Linked DNA regions of Mus musculus: region 1 is linked to region 2. A link is a contact called in public HiCAR-type data. All regions are on one chromosome and are shown on one strand. The core of a region is the stretch at or near the end of the contact, and the rest is flanking DNA. Distances in the headings are between cores, read along the strand shown. Region 1 holds the start of Fam13a (family with sequence similarity 13, member A). Region 2 holds the start of Nt5c3 (5'-nucleotidase, cytosolic III).

Region 1 (6,201 bases), core at 1,706-4,205, 2.1 Mb before region 2:
TTGCCAGGTTCTAGACAGTCTACTGTTAGTGGGAATTCAGCTATTGCTGGATTGGCCTGCCTGGAGACATAGGAGAATGGATAATGGCAATGTAGGCTCTGCTGTGCTTTAGTGCTTGCTTTCTTTGCCTGGCATGTCTAGGTTCATTTTCCTCTGATATAGAATGTTCTCCATTCCCATACCCCAAAATTGCATTGCTTTATACTTATCTGGTCTCGTTTTAGCCCCATGGCACTGTTACATGGGTACTCTTGCTGTTGCTTTTGCCTCTCAGTTACAGTAGGAGAGATGCATTAAAAAGAAAACAACAGCTGAAGTCATCACCTTCTGAGGCTTGTCAATTCCTGTTCCCAAAGAGTGACCCAGCAGATATGATTCATTTGGACAACTTCTATGCAGGTTGATAAGGAGTACAGGTACATTTGCTCCAACCAAATTGTGGTAAGATCCAGCAGCAAATTTTCTGTCCAATATAACAAGTAAGTTCAGTTTCACAGAGCAGAAAATGCCTTTTGTATGTATGCCACATTGGCACAGTATCCTGTGCTGGTTAAACTCACTGAGAAGCTTGCCTAGAAGAAAGGACTTGGAGCTCCCATTTCAGATTCAAGCATGTTTATCTCAATGTCTTCCCAAACCCCTGCCTGGGTCACACTGGCCCCTGACTCTGTGACAAGGAAAAGAAGAAAACAACACAGCTCAAGGGTCAAGTCATTGTGTCCTTAGGGTAAATTATTTCCAACACGGGATGCTGTTACTTATGTCGTGACATAGAGATGTGAATAGTAAAGGCAGCTAATGAGATGCTCATCTGTGGAGAGAACAGAGAGGGTGTTCTGCCTAGAAATCTTCAACCAGTGACTCTAGTGTTATAGTTCTGACTGGGATTCCTTAGCTGATGTCTAGGGGTGGCTGTAGATGTAGCTTTAAGAATGTTTTGCTGGGCATCTGGTGCTTCTGTTTACCTACATACATGCATTCAAAACCAAAACACAGCTAGGGTAGGTCACTTTTCTTGACAATGAAACTATAAAATAACAACAACAACAGCAGCAAAATGATTAGTCCTCTAAGCCTTTGAGAATGAAAAGAATCAGGCATGCTTTTTATTAGTCCCACCAGAAACCCTTAATAGATTTCAAGGTATGACTAGAGGAAAAGAAAATGGCTTTTCTAGTCATAGGCTTTACACTAATCTATCCTAGTTAAAATGGGGGAAATGTATGTCCTCTCTAATCTAAGATCAAAGTTCATAGTTACAAGGTGAACACGTAAGGATTTTTGACTCTCTCTCTCTGTATGTGTGTGTGTTTGTGTGTGGGTGTCTCTGCCTTTTATTTGCAGAAGGTATTCCTTCATGCCAAGGTTATTTTAATAAACTATCAAAACTCTTACTAAAATGTAAATGTTTTCTATAAGCACAGGTAATTTTAATTTGCAATATGTCTTAGTTAGGGTTTCTATTACTGCAATGAAAACATCATGACCAGAAAGCAAATGTGTGTGTGTGTGTGTGTGTGTGTGTGTGTGTGTGCGCGCGCACGCTCATGCGCGCCCTCACACACTATTTGGCTCACACTTGCACATTAAATTCATGATTTAAAAAAGCCAGGACAGGAACTCCAAGAGGGCAGGAACCTAGAAGCAGGAGCTGATGCAGAACCTGTGGACCAATGCTGCTTACTGGCCTGCTCATCGTGACATGCTTACCTCGATTTGTTATAGAACACAGGACCACCAGCCCAGGGTGGCACCATCCACAATGGCCCTCCCCGTCCAGTTACTAATTAAGAAAAAGGTCTTAAAAGCTATTCTCAATTGAGATTCTTTCCTTCTATGTAACTCTAGCTTGTATCAGGTTAATGCGAAAGTAGGCTGTGTTAGAACTTATTAAATTTGCATAATATGAAATAAATTGTACAAGATGTGTTTCTTGCATTGTATGAAGCCTGTGAACTACAATTACTTCCCTAGAAATAGTGAGTGGCCCTGAAGAAATTACAGGGGCTGGAGAACTGGCTGCTCTTCTGGAGGACCCAGGTTTGGTTCCCAGCATGGCCACTTAGCCATCTGTAACTCTAGTTCCAGAGGATTCAATGCCCTCTTCTGGCCCCCTTAGGCAACAGTCACACATGCCATGCAGATGCAGGCAAACACACACACACACACACACACACACACACACACATATGTGAGATACAAAATAATAAAAGATCATTTACAAGCACTTAGAAAATCTTATTGGAAAAATTGGTTTTGTAAAATATAAGAATATATAATAAGAAACAAATCTCTTCCAAGTGCAGTTGACATTTTGGGTAGAATGTAAAAACAACAAACAGAAGGGCCACACCAGTAGATGTTTTGATCTCCTGAAGACCTGAATCCAGTTAGGGCACCTTGTCCTCTTCCCCTTGAGTGATGTCACCAGGAACTGCTCACAACCTAGTGTAAATAAGTATCTGGGGAAGAAACTGTGGGTAGGGCAAGGGTTCAGGTATTTCGTCAGGAAAAGCCTAGAACAATCTGGAAAAGCTTTCTCTGGCTACTGTTTGGGTAGTTTTTATTTGTTTATTTATTTTAGAAAAAAACAAGGTGCAGTCCAACTTGGGCCTCAAAGAAACGGGACCTTAAGGGACGCTGTCTGTCCTTGACACTGCATTTCCTTGCTGGCTTTTCTTGCACTTTGAGCCATGCAGGATTGGGCTCCTCTGCAGTTATTGGTTGCTCTTCACAGACTGACAGACTTGTCTGGAACCTCTCAGAGGAAAGTTTCAGGTTGCTGGGGCTTGCCAAGCCCACTAAGCAGCGAGCAGAGCAAAGTGGGGTGGGGACAGAAGGAGGAGCGGGAGAAGCGGGAGGAGGATCAGGAGGAGGAGCAGCCTTTCACACTCCACTGCTCCGCCTCTGATTGGCTCTGGGTTTCAGCTGCTTCGCTGGAACAAAAGGTCAAAGTGGACTGCAGTGTAAATGTGGAGGCAGCCGATAAATATCCTTGCCTGCAGCTGGAGGTGGAGAGGCAGTGTCAGCTGCAGCAGGTTGTGTGTTCCGCGGGTCCTGCACACAGGGCTTGACTGGAAGGCACTCGGGGATCCCGTGCAGATTCGCACACGAGGATGGCTTGTGAAATCATGCCGCTGCGAAGGTAGTGTTCTCTGCTTCTTATGCTGTTTGGTATTTTCTGGGCAGCGTACTTGGCCAGTGCTCTCGGCATCATTAGTAACAGGCTGCAAACCTTGCAGTCTGTTCTGCACAGTGCTCTTTCCTCAGACCAGATAGAAACATTTAAATAGCGCACTTCTCTTTCACTGACACTTTTGTGTAGTTGCTCATGATTATTGGGTTCAGCTATACCTTCTTTTAAGGGAAGTGTATTTAAGACAATACCTCTGCAAACCGAAGCAAAGCAAACTGAATGGGCTTCCTGGGTCTCCAGGCTGTTAGAGCTCATAGATGGATCTGATTCTCTGCTCTCTAGGCAAGGACTTTCTTCAAGTATATTGTAGTTATCGGAATAAAGGTTGAGAACAATGTTTTTCCTTGAATAATTCTAGGTAGATTGGTTACCCAAATGACGCTTGGAAAAAAATAACAAAACAAAAACAAAAACCAAAAAGGAAAAAAAAAATGCTGTGTAAGAGTGATAGAGCACAGGGTTCTGGCTTTGCTTTTGAGGACTGTGATGGGGGCAGGGGGTGGGGTGTCTCTCTGAGTCCTATAGAAATAAATAAAGGTAACTAACTGTACATAGCCCTGGCTGTTAGGAAGCACACTGCTGGTGAAGTAGACCCGAGTGCTGAGTGCTGTGTGTTAAAGCCACTACAGAAATCACTGAGTCCTGTCCCCACAGAAAGTCTGAGCCGCCCAAGGTCACAGTTCATAGTTTAAAAACTGACTTGTGCTAATCATATGGTTACATCTGAATTGCAATTACTTAGTGATAGTGACATTTGACTTCATATATATGTTTCATTTACAGTTTTCTATGGAAAATGGTATTGTCAAAAATCAGACAGTAATGGCAATTTATTGAAAATACTTAGATGAAATGAATTTACTGAAAAGAAACAATCCCATGTATATTTTGTTTGTGCTTTAGCAACAGAAATATGATTTTAAAAGTGTATCATTTTTGGTAAAGAGATTCCTTCAGGCTGGCTGTGGTGAGAGCCAGTGTGGTTGTTTTTCTTTTGCTGTCCTGACATGTCCACTGTAATAGGAACTTGATGTGGTGTTCAGAGTACCTTATCAGAGAATTGATACTTAATGTAGAAGAAAGTGCTGTGTAGAGTAATCTATAATTCTACATTGATTTGGTGGAAAAGTCCCCATGCTTGAAATTTCTAAGAGAACAAAACTAATGTACACTTTTTGGAGTTTTAATATCTAATTGTTAGGTTGGGAACTTTTGTCCTTCCAATGATGTCGGTCCTCAAGATCTCTAAGCAGGTCATGTTTTAGATAAAAAGTATTGGCCATTACTAAGCCCTGTTGTAGCTACACAAAAATAGAATGCCTGCTATGTAGAGCAAAAATGACCATGTGAGTTCCTGAAAACTATTTTACATTGTTGGTCGCTATAGTGAAACTAGAAATCTCAGTGTGCATTGCAGAATGCTGAGTCATGACTTTTGTCTCTCTGGTCACTCCTCACCAGCTCACTGTGCACTCAATGTCCCCTTACTTCCAAGCCCCATGGCAGGGATGATTGATCCCCTGGCAATCTTCACTTGCAGTTTATTTCTGCTTTTGATTATACACTTCTTGAAGACAACGGCCAGGTGTGTATGATGAGGCTTTCTGCACAGAGGTCCCTTGTGAGTCTAAGTGTTTATGCCGAATCGCTCATGATCTTGCAGGGTGTCTCTCTTCAGATCTCAGGCCAATGTCTTTGGCTGTTGTTCTCCATGTTTGTTATAGAAATGATCCCCATTGCTGAGGATCCCATCCTCAAGCTCCCAAAGGAGAGAGTTTATAGACTCGTGCAAGGTTTCAGTGCCAGAGTGCTTGAAACTGAATTGAAATAAATAGGTAAAATATTAGCTTTAAACAAGAAGTAAAGCAATTCATGGTGAATAGTGCATTGAAAATACTGGTGTGAATTCTAGTTAATGATTATAGCTTGTAGAAATCTATTGACAGCTGGTCCATGTAGTAATCTGACACTATGCTGCCTAACATTGGCACATAGCATATTTAATATTATGGCCTTATGGGAGGTATTCTTTTCAGTTTTGCCTGTTCAAACAAAACTTACAACATTGTTTAATGTTTTCTCCTTGATCAAACACTACTGCCCTGCCAGTAAGGAAATTAAGACACAAGTTCTGCTGTCCCACACTAGTGAGGACGCAGAAACATCACCAGGCAATTGCAATGCCATGCGGTAAATTCTGTAATACACAGCAAGATTAGAGTAATAACAGATGCACCTCGATGGATATGTTTCACCCTGTGTTTTATTCAACCTCATCTACGTGTCTGATGTTATTAGAGGGTACACTTGTACTGTAATAATGTCTACCTAAGTTATAATTTTCATAGGTGACTTTTTAGCCTTCCTTTGCATCCCTTCCGAAGGCGTAGAAGATATTTTAATACCCCCGATTTATAACTGAGATGAGAATGCACACCAAGTTAAAGAGTGAGAATGATTTAACGCACCTTGGTCCTCTTTCCAATCTTCTTTTTTCTGTGGAGTTTCCAGCATAGGCTTGACTCAGACATGCGTGGGCTTCAGTGAAAGCTTTGTAGAGATTGAGTGTTCAAATTCTGTCCCTTTGTAAAATTCTCATTTCTTACACTTCATTTCAAATGACCTAAATTAAAAATGAAGTCTTATTAGGTCCTAAAAAGAAAAAAATTCAAATTGTCTCACATTTTTATTTTTTAAAGATTTATATTTATATTTTAATTTTTTGACAGACAGAGGTATGCATGAACCTTTGCAGGTCAAAAAACAAAACAAAACAACATTGGATCCCCTGGGACTCGAGTTACACGTGATTGGGAGCTGACAACTGAAGGCCAATCCTCTGCACCCTCTTCCCTAGTTTTGTTTAAAGATTCTAAAATATTTATATCATTCTTACAGTTCATGATAAAACAACACTTTATGGTCTTCCCTGTCTGTAAGGGTCTTTGAGATCAATAATATGAGGGGAGTAAGAATTGAAAAGAAAGTGAGATTTTCACCTTTGG
Region 2 (5,724 bases), core at 224-2,723:
CTCTGTACTTTGTGCTTATAGTTGAGATGAAAGATGTACCTCTGTTACCATGCCAGCAGCCTGCTGCCACCTGCTGCCATGCTGACCCCACCATTATGGATTCTTGTAAATTCTTTCTTTCTTCTATAAGGGGTCTTGGTCATGGTGTTTTATCACAGCCACAGAAAATTAATACAAATTCCTTATAATTTTAAACATCTCTAGTGTAGAAGAAATACACATTTAAACAGAGAGAGAGAGACAGAAACAGAGAGAGACAGAGACAGAGATTGTTGAGATTGTCATTAGTAAATGTATCAGGTCAAGAGCTTCTCCAAACAGAATTGTTGAACTTGAGGGTTGGTAATAGGCACCCTATCGCTGAGCTCACACCTTTATCCCCTGGAAAGATTTTCATCTGCACAAGGCAACCTTTAGTCACCATACATTTCCCCTCCTGCAGACTCCAACTTGCTCAAGAATGTCAAATATAATACATATTCCTTTCAGTAATTTAGGTGGTATATTTCAGCCTCAATTTTTGGCCATTTCGTTAAGGCTTTGACCCATGGCCCTGGTTAATCAGCCACTGTACTCCGAGCAATCCTCCTGCCTGAGGATCCTACATGCAGGAATCAGAAGCATGCTCCATCATGACCAGCTTGAGTCTCATATTTCTGTGGAACTTCTGTTTGCACAATGAATTGTTCTACTCAAGATAATGTCTATGTCAATTTGCTTTAGACCAGCTAATAAAAACCTAAAACAGAAAAATAATTCTTTCTCTCCCACGGCTTTTCATTCTTAACTTCCTTCGGTTGCATATATCAGGCAGAGAGAGACAGTCTCGCCAAGCAGCAGCCCAAACCTCACAGAATCGGGGGCGACTCTCCTGAGATTCTCTCTTGCACCTCATCACACCCCACCCACTCAGCGAGAAGCAGAGTAAACTACATGAATCCCTTGAAATATACTAAGCAAGAGAGAACAACGTTAAGTTTCTCTGCACACGCTCCTAAGGAAAGTAAGCTAAAGTTGTAGGTAGACTGTGACTGAAAAGCCCAACAGCTGACAGATCTCCCAAAAACGACTATATCTAGGCCTTCCAACCCAGGATGCTACTGCGCAGGTCAGACGCAGCGCCGCTGAGCCTGCTGGGTGTCGTAGTCCATGAAGGCTAGGACGAGGCACAGTTTCTGAGTGGGTGGCGGGTGAATTTTCTCACACTGGGGCAAGACTTTGTTTTCTCGATGTTTCTGGTGCGATCTTACTGTGGACTATAGGCACAGCATAGCATCCGGGTCACCAGGATTCTGGGTTACAGATGCACTACTTGCATTTAGTAGCTAATTACAGTTGTTTCCTTCCGGGTCCTTGCGGCGTTTCCTGAAGTCAGGGTCAGAGGAAGTCCCGCCCCCACTATAAGGGCGGGATTCCGGACGCGGACCTCTTAGTCTCCGCCCCGTCGTCCCCGCCCCTCACCTCTTCTGGGCGGGGCCTCCTCGGTTTCCCCCGCGCGGGGCGGGGCTCCGGGGAAGTGTGCGGCTTGCGGCCGCGCCCCTGGGCTCGTACCCGCGGATCCCGGGCTTCCGCGCCGAGAGCACGCGGGCCTGTCAATGGACCGCGCGGCCGTGGCGCGAGTGGGCGCGGTGGCGAGCGCCAGTGTGTGCGCGGTGGTAGCAGGCGTGGTGCTGGCCCAGTACATATTCACCTTGAAGAGAAAAACGGGCCGCAAGACCAAGATCATCGAAATGGTGAGTGCGGGAGCATCGGCTCGCGCGCGAGCAGCCCAAGTGGCGTGGGCCGGCCGCGGCCCTGCGAGGGCAGCCTGCACGCGTGCTGATGCTTGACAGCGTTTGTTTCAAAGAGTGGAGAGAATAGATGCTCGGAGATAACTACCTCTTGCTGCAAAACCCGTTTCTCCAGAGCTAATCTCCAGTTGGCAACCGCCTCCAAGACGTGCAGCTAATCCGATAGTCTCTTGTCCAGGAGTCGGTTGGTTGGTTGGTTGGTTGGTTGGTTTGTTTGTTTGTTTTACATCATCGGGGCTGCCTTGGCTTACGTTATGAAAAGAGCATTTTCAGTGTTTTTTTAGAAATGCCAATATTGAAACAGCTCGATTATTTGAATGTTCTTCCTTGTTTTATGTTCCAAGAAGTATTCATGTGTCAGTCCCCCAAAACTCTTTCCTAAATCCTAGAAATGTACTTTTAAGAGTTAATTGCAGTCTCGTTTAAATTGTTTGTCTCAAGAATTCCATTTGAGGTTTGTTTTAAGGCGATTTGTTGATCCCAGAATGTCTGTTTCATTTAGGGTTGTTTTGATGTTACTGTTGTTCCATCTGACTTGAGCATGCATGGTGAGTGTGACTTACTTACTGGAGTACAAGTGAGCATCCAGAACTAAAATATAAAGTTGAGAAACTATTTCTATTGAAACTAATATTTTAAGTGAATTCCTTTATTCCTGGGTTATTTTCTTTATATACCTCTGGTTGCAAACATTTTGTGTGAGAAGTTTTGCCTCCCTCCCTGTCTAGCGAATTTACATGGCTTTATTTTGTTCCATACTCAAATTTTATAATTTTCCATCAGTGGGAAAAAGCTGATTTCGCTGTCTTTCTCTATGTACTTAAACAGTGGGCTGATTTTTCCACGAAATCTTAAGGAAGAGTTTTACTTTCATTGTATAAAGTACTAAGGGACCAATAATGCCAAATATTTTTTGTTTGTACTGTACAAGTCAGTCTTTATATGCATTGTTTTAAACTATGCGTCAGACCCCCTAATAGTTTTTCAGTAGAAGATGTAAAAGAGTTTAATATTTTTACTTTTATAGTTTTAGCTGATTGTTCCTTTAGATGGGAGAAATATTTGGATGACCTGAAATATATATTCCGGCCCTTGTTCTCTCTCTTTATAAGTCATGTTTGGGGAGTCCTCTGTACCTGTCTCCACCCTCTTCCTTCATAGAATGTGTACAAACCCAAGGATACCCACTGAACATTGCTGTTCTGATCACAGATGGTATATAACTACCTAACCAAGGTAGGCTAGGAAAAAATGACACCAGTTGCGTTCTGGGTGATGGTGTTTCTCTTGCCTCAGCCATCTCAGTGCAAGATTACATTCCTGAGTTACCCTGGCCATCAGGACATTTTTAATTGAAAGGCATTAGGGATTTGCTAGTGAGCTATGCATGCCATAGTGGAAATGTCCAGTAATGTGGCAAACTAGATTCCCAGAGAAAACCAATCAAAAGGTACACTAGAAGTATTCAGAGAGATAAGACAAGCCATTTAGTGAAGTTGGCTGGCACTTTACAATTTAATTATCCTGGTGTGTACTCCCTGAATCTGTTTTAACGTCTACCCGTACTTACACACATGGTCTATACTGGTATAGACCCCAGGGCTTTACACCTGCTAGACAACCATACCTGCTTCGTCAGTGCCCTCCTAGCCCATCCCCTTTTAAGGCAAGGTCTTTCTGTAGTGAGAAATCTGGAGTTCTGGCTTCTTTAAAAAACATAGAAATACTATAAAAATATGTTTTCATTGTAAACCCAAGTGTGAGCTATGGGTCTGGTTCAGAGTGTCCACGGCAGCTGACTGTGGTTTGCCGCAGGCTCTAGTAGGGGTGCGCTTTTTTCAGCTGCAGATTGTTTCTGTGATGGAGTGACTTCTGGAATTCTGGGGACTTTTCAGAGGGTATATAAATGTGAAGGCCCAGAGAGGCAGGGTGGGTTGTTGTTAGGTTGTTGTTGATTGGCTGTTGGTTGCTGTGGGTCGCTGTTTGTTAAATATTTGGCGAGAAGAAGAAATTAGATATCCTGATGGTGAAGATCAAACTTGCCCCTAGGAACTCAACACCCCTAATCAACAGGATGCAGTCTAAGGATAACTTGTCCCCCTTCTGGCCCCTGACTTCATTCTGGGATCTCTTTCCTTTCCTCTCTATCCTTTTTTTCTCTCTTATCTGATGTTAGGGAGTAAGGGTAGAAGAAAAAGGATGGAGAAGGGTGAAAAAGAGAAGAGCCCACAAAGTATCCAGGAATAGCTACATCTTTCTGAATCCTGTGTCCATGCCTTGAATTCGCCATCCTTCCTGTGTTAGGATGGCAGCCATGTGCCACCACAATCAGCTCCAGATTTCTCTTTATCGCATCTACAGTCTCTTAAGATTACTGATTAATTTGTCATAATCAAACCCTTTCTCTAAGAGTTTTATTTTAGAACAATATGGATTTACCGTAGTATGAACGAGTGCTCTCATATATCACACACCAGTTTCCCTTGTCATTAATATCTTGTGTGACTCATTTGTATTGATACATTATTAAATGCACTGCCACCCTTTTCAGATTTCCTTCACGTTTACTTATGTCCCAGGAGTTTCTCTTGGGTATCACAACACACTTAGTCATCCTGGCTCCTTGTTGTGGCCTTCACAGTACTTCTGAGTACTGTGCAGCTCCTTATCTTACCCCACTCTGGTCCAGAGATTAAACCCAGGGCCTCTTCACAAGTGTTCTACCCGAGACTCACACCCCAGCCTCCTTATCTTGTCTTCACTGGGCATGTTCTCAAACTTCACTTGTTTGAAGTTTTGGTATTTTGTAGAATGGCCTTGGTTGCGTTTATCAGGAGCTTTTCTCACGATCGTCTAGAGTTTCTCGGAGGATGACTAGTGTGAAGTGTTACTTTCATCACACAGCAAGGGTGCACGCTGTCATCCTAACCTCTAATTTGTAAGCTCTGCTTGAAGAATATTTGTCAGCATTCTCCACGGTCAGTTATTTTCTGTCTCCTCCTCCATCCTGTGCCCTTTGGAATGAAGTTAGCGGAAGAAGTTTGCCTTTACAGTACGGAGTTACAGTTCAGTGCTTGTGGTTAAAGTGACTACAAGAACTGTTTGGGATTATTCTGTTCTGGAAGCTTGTCTATCCTCCCTTATTTACATATCAGTACGGGCTCATAGATATTTATTTGGAGTCATAGTTCAGTACTACTTTATCTGTTGCTAATATTGATCCCATCTGACCAGAGAGCTCTGTTGATTGGGTCTATGTCTTTTCCACATTCTCATTGAGTTCATAAATGTTTTCCAGCTGAAAATAAAATCCTGGCTGCCCAGGACATGCTGTGTCAAGAGTGAGCAAGGCTAGACTCCGTGTTTGGATTGTTTTGGTTTGCAACAGGATCTTGTTCTATTGCTTATACCAGGCTCAGCCCCCTGGACTGAACTGACCCTCCAACCCTATCTTCTCAGTTAGCTAGGACTTAGTGTGTGCAGTATTACCTGGCACAGAGGTTGTACAGATCACAGCTCATGTGTCACATCCTGCCTAAAGCCTCTCTTTAGAACTGTACTACTAGTGATCTAAAAGGGGTTGAGGTTTTTCAGTGGTGGTAGTGGTGGGTTGAGGTTTTTGTTTTGTTTTGTTTTGTTTTGTTTTAGGCAGAGGGAGGTTACCTGATTCTTAAAAATCAAATGAAAGGTCAGCAAGATATCCCAGTGAGTAGAGGTGCCAGGTGTGAGGCCTGCCAACCTGGATTTGATATCCAGAGCACGTGTGTGGTGGGGAGACAACACCAACTTGCAGGTTATCTGTGATCTCCACATGCTCAGCCCTGGCACCCTCCTCCCCAAAACAAAATCAAATAATAGATGTAATTAAAATGTTGTAACAATTCAATTTTGAGGCAGTTTAAAATTATATCGGTTTCAGTGGTCCTTAGATTTG

What was found. HiCAR-type assays count read pairs that join an accessible place to other places.
Region 1: a contact with region 2 is called in a HiCAR-type map of astrocytes, with 5 times the contacts expected there. The contact joins the promoter of Fam13a here to the promoter of Nt5c3 in region 2. A contact is called at or near these places in 2 of 39 promoter capture datasets (hippocampal neurons and liver) and 1 of 115 datasets of contacts at active chromatin or transcription factors (astrocytes).

The regions. Positions count from the first base shown.
Region 1 is chr6:59,021,256-59,027,456 of GRCm38.p6, reverse strand. It overlaps Fam13a (family with sequence similarity 13, member A), which reads left to right and starts at 2,955. Exons shown (of 18, transcript NM_153574.2): 1 at 2,955-3,145. The coding sequence starts at 3,117. Gm52905 (a long non-coding RNA gene) reads right to left here. Exons shown (of 2, transcript XR_003956447.1): 1 at 5,665-6,201; 2 at 2,547-5,013.
Region 2 is chr6:56,919,681-56,925,404 of GRCm38.p6, reverse strand. Nt5c3 (5'-nucleotidase, cytosolic III) reads left to right here and starts at 1,473. Exons shown (of 9, transcript NM_026004.3): 1 at 1,473-1,733. The coding sequence starts at 1,596. It also overlaps a transcript of Vmn1r4 not described here.